Regions from separate parts of the Ovis aries genome. Here region 1 is linked to region 2. Evidence: chromatin contacts called from public Hi-C data. All regions are on one chromosome and are shown on one strand. Each heading gives the region's core, a stretch centred on a gene start, on an enhancer-like site or on the middle of the called end of the contact. The rest is flanking DNA. Distances are from core to core; before and after follow the strand shown.

Region 1 (3,798 bases), core at 1,286-3,785, 410 kb before region 2:
GGGTCAGAGAGTCAGACCCAACTTAGCAACTAACAACAACAATACACATATAATTTCTTTTTCATATTCTTCTCCATTACGGTTTATCCCAGGATAAATATAGTTCCCTGTGCTGTACCATAGGACCTTGTTTATCCATTCTATTATATACTAGTTTGCATCTGCTAATGCCAAATTCCCAATACTTCCCTTTCCCACACGCCCTCAGTAACCCCAGCATCACTGTGTACTTCTCAGGTGTGCGGATTGGAAAACACTTCAAAGGCAAATTCCATCGACTCTGAGTCTCACTTGCTGGTTTGGATGATCTCTGCCGTTGTTTCCTCCATTAATGTGGGGGAAAAAAAGCCGGCCACATCACATCCCCTAGAAATGTTGGTGCCTCAAACCTGCTTTTCCTGCTTCTGAGGTCCCCAGTATCCTACATAATCCCTCATGGTTCGGATCCTGTGGGACCCAGCAAGCATCCTCGCTGGCAAGTGGCTCCAGAGAACTGGTGCTGGATCCCAGGAGCCGAGCTTTCCTGTTTTCCGAATGATGCTGGCATCAGACGAAGGAGCTGAGTCAACACCAGACCTTTGAGTGTAGGAATTCTCCAGGGAGCATGAAACTGCACGGGATCAGAAAGACAAGGGGACAGACAGTGTCACATGGCAATGAAGAAAAGAGGGGATTTGGATGTGCGTCTTGATTCCTACATAGCTTTGGTCTTTTCAGTTTTGAGTTTCTTCTGTTCAGAAATGGTACCGGCCACTTGGGCTGCAAGGGGCTATAAAAAGACAAACTCTTGAGTAGAATCAACTTAAAACGCGTCTGGAAAATGTCCAGTTTAACAGTTTCTGACTCCCCTAGGCCCTGTTATCAGAAATGGAAATCTAACAACTGAAGGGACACAAACTACACAGCCTCCCCCGACATTGCTCTGCGATGGGATTTCAGGTTGGACTTGCACTTGACCAGGGGCCCCTTACTGAGGACTTCCCCCCTACCCCCACCCTCACCGCACCCAGGCCTGGCTTTGCCACCACACCCAACGGGCCTCCACTCCCTCCTCTCCCACCTCACCTGCCACTGGGCCCTGTATCATTCAAGTGAAAGTGTTAGTTGCTCAGTTGCATCCAGTTCTTGGCCACCCCATAGACTATAGCCCACCAGGCTCCTCTGTCCATGGGATTTCCCAGGCAAGAATACGTGTCCCAATCTGCCACGGCACAGCCAAATTACCTAGCTCCATCCCACCCTGCTGCACACTACCTGCCTCACGTAATCCCACCCTGCAACATGCCTAGCCACCTCGGCTTGTACCTATGCACCCACACACCTACCCAGCTCCCATCAACCCACACGACATATGCCTATAGCCGTTACAGTGACCCTTTCTTAACAACTACCACTGCATCCCAGTCCATCCAGTGACATGATTATCTGCCTAACCACAACAATCCTGACCAAGCGTCTACACATCTCACTCAAAGATGCACTGGAGTGGGTAGCCATTCCCTTCTCCAGAGGATCTTCCTGACCCAGGGATCGAACCCAGGTATCCCTCAGTACAAGCCAGATTCTTTACCGTCTGAGCCACTAGGAAAGCCCTTTATCATTCAAACTTCATCTAAATTTAACATGGAGATGTAATGCAGTCCTTTCATAGACAACATTACTACTTCAGAAATATGTCCTTCATCTTTGCAAGTAGTCTTAACTCATAGGAAAATTCGTGAAGGAAAGCGTTATTTATATTGAACCCATGCCATTTCGTAGCTTTCTTTACAGTATGGTTGAAATTGGTGATTTGGGGACTTCCTGGCATTCCAGGACTTAAGACTATGCTTCCACTGCAGGGGGCATAGGTTCCATCCCTGCTCAGGGAACTAAGATCCCACCTGCCATGCAGCCAAAAAAAAAAAGCAAAAAGAAATTTGGTGATTTGGCAATACTTGGTGATAGAGCTAAACTCTCCAGTTCTCTTGATTTTCTCCTTCCTTCAAAGAGTATTTCTGACTCTGGTCAGCTCCCAAATGACTCCTGTAACCGGTTACAAGAAGTGCTTAGTAAGGGAATATGAGTGGCTTGGTGTAAAGCCCTTGTCGTGAAGGAAACACAAACCAGCACCCTTCTTGTGGTGAGTGAGAAGCATCTTCTTGACCTCCACCTCCCAGGATTTTGAAAAAAGGTCTGTTATCCATCAGTGAGCCAGAGCCAACATCCAGCTCAGTGCTAATGAACTCATCCAGCCCAGCCACATGGTCCAGTCCCTTCAGAACTCTGGCCAAACCTTTACTTAATGCACAAAAGCTGACTCCCGTGGATGCATTTCAAACCTTGCTCTGACTCCACACTCTCTAGCTCTGGAAAAGCATAAACAACGTTGGCCACATGCTCTTGAAAATCCCATTTGAAAGCTAGTGTTGGAGATTCCAGACAGAATTTTGACACAAGACAACAAACACTGAGTTAGGAATGCTGTTTGCCGCTTGGACCTCCTCTCCTGGGGACGGTCCTGCCTGCTGCCCCGGGAGAGCTTTACAGATGTGGAGTTGGGCCGACCAGCTGCTGGGAGATACAATGACCTTGGTGTGTTAGTTCATTATCAAGACAATGGCACTTTTGTGGATTTTCTAGAAATAGAACTTCTCATCTGGTGCCAGAGTGTGCTATGCTTTGGAGCAGTGATGTCACAAGGAGGCAGAAACTAGGGAACTGATCCTCTTGGCAGGGTGACTAATTCTGTTTCCCAACCTCTGGACATTCATCTGATGTCATTCATCTTCCCCACACCTGCCAGCCTGCGGGTGAGGAGAGAGCCACAGCTACAGACACAAGTTCTCATTTCTCTGGCTCTGATGCTCACTTTAGCGGTTCTCAGCCCTCCTCAGATTCACCCCAAATACCCTGAGGTTGGCCTCTGGGGTGTCTCATATGTGTTTGACTGGCTCATCTTTGGTGACACCTGGTGTTTTCCTTGCTGGGTGCACTCACAGCCATCCCTGCTAATGCTGCAAGACTCCCAAGTGGGAGCTGGTGGGCCAGTGTCCACAGACAGGCCCAGTTGTCCTAAAGGCGTCCACTTTGCTGCCACCACCTGCCAGTGTGGGCCCGAGGCTGCCAGCATGAGATAGTGAGACCCTGGGTGTGTGGTCCAGGGTGCTGACCCCAGGGAGGGTGCTACCCAGGTGACAGCCCTGTTTTTATTTATTTTTTGTTCCAGCCATTTGCTGACGGGGCATGAGTCCAAAGAGTTGGACATTGCTTTGAATGACAGATGAGGAATCACTTTTTCATCCAGCCTTTCCTGCTGTCGTCCTGGAACCCAGTTTGTGAGCCTGACACCCTTCCCAGGAGAGGATGCACGGCACAGGTCTTCTACCCCATGATCCCTGGGTGATCCTCCAGGAAGTGTCATCCGCAGATAAGGTAGTCATGAAGCAGCCCTGGCCCCAGACACGTCCTGGTGGGAAGGCAAGGATATATGCTGTGGCCCCTTCTACTTTCTGTGCAATTTCCAAGTCGAGAGAGAAGCTACCCCCCAACACAAGACACTCACTTTCTGGTGGCTTGTGCTGCTCTCCAAGGCTGCCTGGCTGCACACCATCTCTAGGAAGGCTCAGAAAAGGCCCCATTTGAGAAGGAAGGCTGGAGAGTAGGAAAATGGCTCATGTGCCTCCAAGCCAGCAGTGAGAGATTGATGTGACATTGTTCTATTAAAGTTTCTTAATCAGTGCAACCTACTATAATAGGAGCTATAGACTGACTAGCTTGTAAACAACAGACATTTATTTTTTACAGTTCTGGAGATTA
Region 2 (3,462 bases), core at 554-3,053:
TTCCAGCTTCTAGCAGCCTCAGGTGCCCCTTGGCTTTTGGCAGCACAACTCTGATCTCTGCCTCTGTCTCCGTGGCCACGTTTCCCCCGTATTGCCCTCTACTTACAAGGACACCAGTCACATTGGATTAAGGGCCGCCATACACCAGGACAAATTCAATTTACAAGTCATAATGATAACTTAGTTATATCTTCACTGACTCTATTTCCAGATGAGGTCACAGTGGAAGGTGGCCTTATCTTTTTTGAGAGACACAACTCAAACCATAACTGGGAGTCTGAGGTCCTGTCCAGCTGGAGCCGTGTCGGCCTAGGCGTACAGCTAGCTTGGGTGAGCCTCATGCTTATCTGTCTGGTTTTGTCGTCCTATCTTCCCAGCTTGCATAAGCTTCCCCCTCTCCACCTAACTGGCAAAGCCAGAGTTCCACTGATATGTACAGACTGACCAACTCTCTACAGGACAGGTATGGAGGGTCTGACTGCCTTAGGGAAGAGCTGAGAAGGGGCTTGAGGGCTTCCTTATGGTCACGTTCTGGGGGCAGGGTCCCTGGTGCTCAGAAACCTGCTCAGAGGCTACTTCCTGCAAGAATGCCCCAAAAGGCCCGGCCTCCACATGCATGTCACAGCCCTGGCTCTGCGGAGCTGTTGGTTTGTGGGGAGATGCTCCCCTCTGCTGGACAGAGGGAAGTCTGCTCTCCTTCCATTTCTCAGCATGTGTTTCCCTAAGTTGCAGGTTCACAAACCCATAGTAAAAACAGTCAGGGGCTAGAGGTTAGCAGGGCCAGTTTCCCCATTATTCAGTGGGGAGACTGAGGCCAGAGAGGGGAAAGGCCTTGTCTCAGGTCCCACAGAGACCAGATGTGCACTGCCTTCCTCCTACACTAAGGTCTGGGAAGCATCTCTTAGGATCCTGGGGCTGTGAGCTGGAAGAAAGCCAGGGTGGGGCCCCTGGGAAGTCTGCACACGGCTGAGCTTGGACAACAAATGGCCAGAGAAGGAGAAGGTAAAGAAGTAGAGGCATCAGAAAGCTAGACAGACCCTGACCCAGGAAGACAGCCAGGACCACCAGTCAGTCCAGTCACTCGGGATGATTCCCCACCAGCCTGTGTGTAGTCTAACTCCACACTCCTAAGAAGTCATGGACAGACAGAACTTTTGTAAATCAAATGCTCTTCCTACCCTCCCTCTCCTCCTGTGTCCCAGATAATCTGACCATCTTTCCCACTTGTGATGCAGTGGTAGGATGGTAGTTAGAGCAAGTTTGTTGTTCAGTCATCCAGTCATGTCTGACTCTTTCTGACCCCATGGACTGCAGCATGCCAGGCCTCCCTGTCCCTCACCATCTCCTGAAGTTTGCCCAAGTCTACTCCTCTGGTAAATACCAGAACGTATCATAGTTCAAATGCAATGGAAACTCACTTTTTGCTGGTGTCAACAGACCATAGAGCTTATCAGAAAGGAGTCAGGGAGGGGCTCTGTTCCCCATAGCCGCCAAGGCACCAGCCTCTGCCATCCTTAACACATGGACATTGAGACCCAACCAGCAGAAAAGGGAAAGGCATAGAGGATGGTACATAGGCTGGGAAGTGATGTACAACAAATTTCAGTCATGTTCCATTAGCTGGAACTCAAAGGACCTGGAAAGGACGAGGAAAAAAAAAAAAAACAAAAACAAACAGTCCAGACCGGGATTAGATGGTGATCTGATGGGAGGCGTGGCGATACAAGAATACACCTGGCAGACTTCCTACCACAGCTGCGGCTCTTTGAAATCCTTGAGTCTCTGCCAAAGCTCGCCCCCTACAGGCTGCTCCCTGCCACTGACAGCGCAGCTGACGCACTAAGGCAGCTGGTTCCTTTGAGTACAGGGGACTCCCCTACTATCAACTTTGTTCCCGAACTCCCAGGGGCTTTGCTGAACCTTCCTTAGACTACAGGGCAGGCTAGGATGCTTCACTCGGCTGTCTCTCCCTCTCTCCTCCCCATGGGGTCAGACTTCCCTGTGGCCTGGTGGTTCTCCCGGCTTTCCTCGCTTCCTCCCTCTTTCCTTTCACATAGGAGCTCCCCCCAATAAAATCCTTATGCGCTTCACCCTGTCTTGACGTCTGCATCCTGGAGGACTCCGTCTAGCACGGGGGACTACTCCCTCGTATCCTGACTCCAGCTCTCTTTGGAGTCATTTAACCCAGGTGGTGAAGACAGACAAGACTTGTCTGAACAAAAGACGCTCTGGGTAATCTCAGAACCTGCAGATTTCATATAGAGGTATCAGGGGTTAGGATTTCAACATATTTTAGCGGGGGGTGGTGTGTGCGTGCGTGCTAAGTCGCTCTAGTTAAGTCTGACTCTTTGCCACCCCATGGACTGTAGCCCATCAGGCTTCTCTGTCCAAGGGATTTCCCAGGCAAGAATACTGGAGTGGGATGCTCTGCCCTCCTCCAGGAAATCTCCCTGACCCAGAGATCGACCTGTGCCTTCTGCGCCGGCTGCACTGCAGGCGGATTCTTCACCGCGGAGCCACTGGGGAAGGCCCTGCCGCCCGAACAGGGTTACTCTACTTTTCTTCACAAGGGCTTTTACAAACTTTCTCCACCCTCCTCGTTACAGCCCTGCAACCCTCCTCTTCACATTCAACAAATGACTTTACCTACTCCTTCTCAGAAAAACCAACACAAGGGGAGTCCCTTACCCCTAAGCTTTGTCTGCCTCTCACTTTCTCCACCTCCTTCTCCTGTCCTTAATCACCATATTCATCCTTAGGTCTAATCTACGGCCTCTGTTTTGGATCCCTGTCCTCTGATGCAGGAACCCTGCACCTCTCCCATTTTTTTTTCCACACCAGGAAATATACCCACTGGCTTACAAGTCCATTTTTGTTATTTGCTTTTCCTGATTCTCCTTTGTCCTCCAACACAACTCTCTATAGCATGTCTGATTTGCTCTGCCTTTAGAATATTTCCTAAATCCAATCCCCTTTTCTCTAAAAGAGAGGATATAGGTTTATATATAACTGATCCACTTTGCTGTACACCTGAAACTAACACCACACTGTAAATCAATTATACTCCAATAGAAACTTGAAAAGCCCCATCCTCTTTCAGTATCACCACTATTACTATTCTGATCCAGGCAATCGAACAGGCAACTACAGGTAACTATCTCTAACTGGTCTCTCCACCTCCACTCTTATCTCATTCTAGCTCAGTCTCCACACACAGTCAGACATAGTAAAAGACACATTGGACCATTGACTCCTCTGCTTCAAATGTTTCAGTGACTTCCCATTGCACTGAAAATAAATGATTTATTTTTACATGGCCAACAAGATCTACATGATCTGGTCTCTGTTTACCTCTCTGATACTATTTCTTACTTCTCTCTTCACTCACATTCCAGATACATGGGTTTTCTTACTGTTCTTTACACAGGCCAAGTAGGTTCCTACCTCAGGGCTTTGCACATG

Evidence for each region. A called contact is a pair of places that touch in the nucleus more often than the background predicts.
Region 1: a Hi-C map of hypothalamus shows a contact between it and region 2, with 3 times the contacts expected there. The contact joins two enhancer-like sites. A contact is called at or near these places in 3 of 16 Hi-C or Micro-C datasets (hypothalamus and tail adipose tissue).

The regions. Positions count from the first base shown.
Region 1 is chr4:67,708,843-67,712,640 of ARS-UI_Ramb_v3.0, reverse strand. No RefSeq gene overlaps it. Among named protein-coding and RNA genes, the nearest start is that of MTURN, 41 kb to the left of the region's middle. Within about 2 kb of position 2,535, at least 9 of the 54 cell types and tissues checked have an H3K27ac peak or open chromatin away from gene starts, as enhancers often do. A contact at or near this core is called in hypothalamus, where this site is marked.
Region 2 is chr4:67,298,437-67,301,898 of ARS-UI_Ramb_v3.0, reverse strand. No RefSeq gene overlaps it. Among named protein-coding and RNA genes, the nearest start is that of GARS1, 8.8 kb to the right of the region's middle. Within about 2 kb of position 1,803, at least 13 of the 54 cell types and tissues checked have an H3K27ac peak or open chromatin away from gene starts, as enhancers often do. A contact at or near this core is called in hypothalamus, where this site is marked.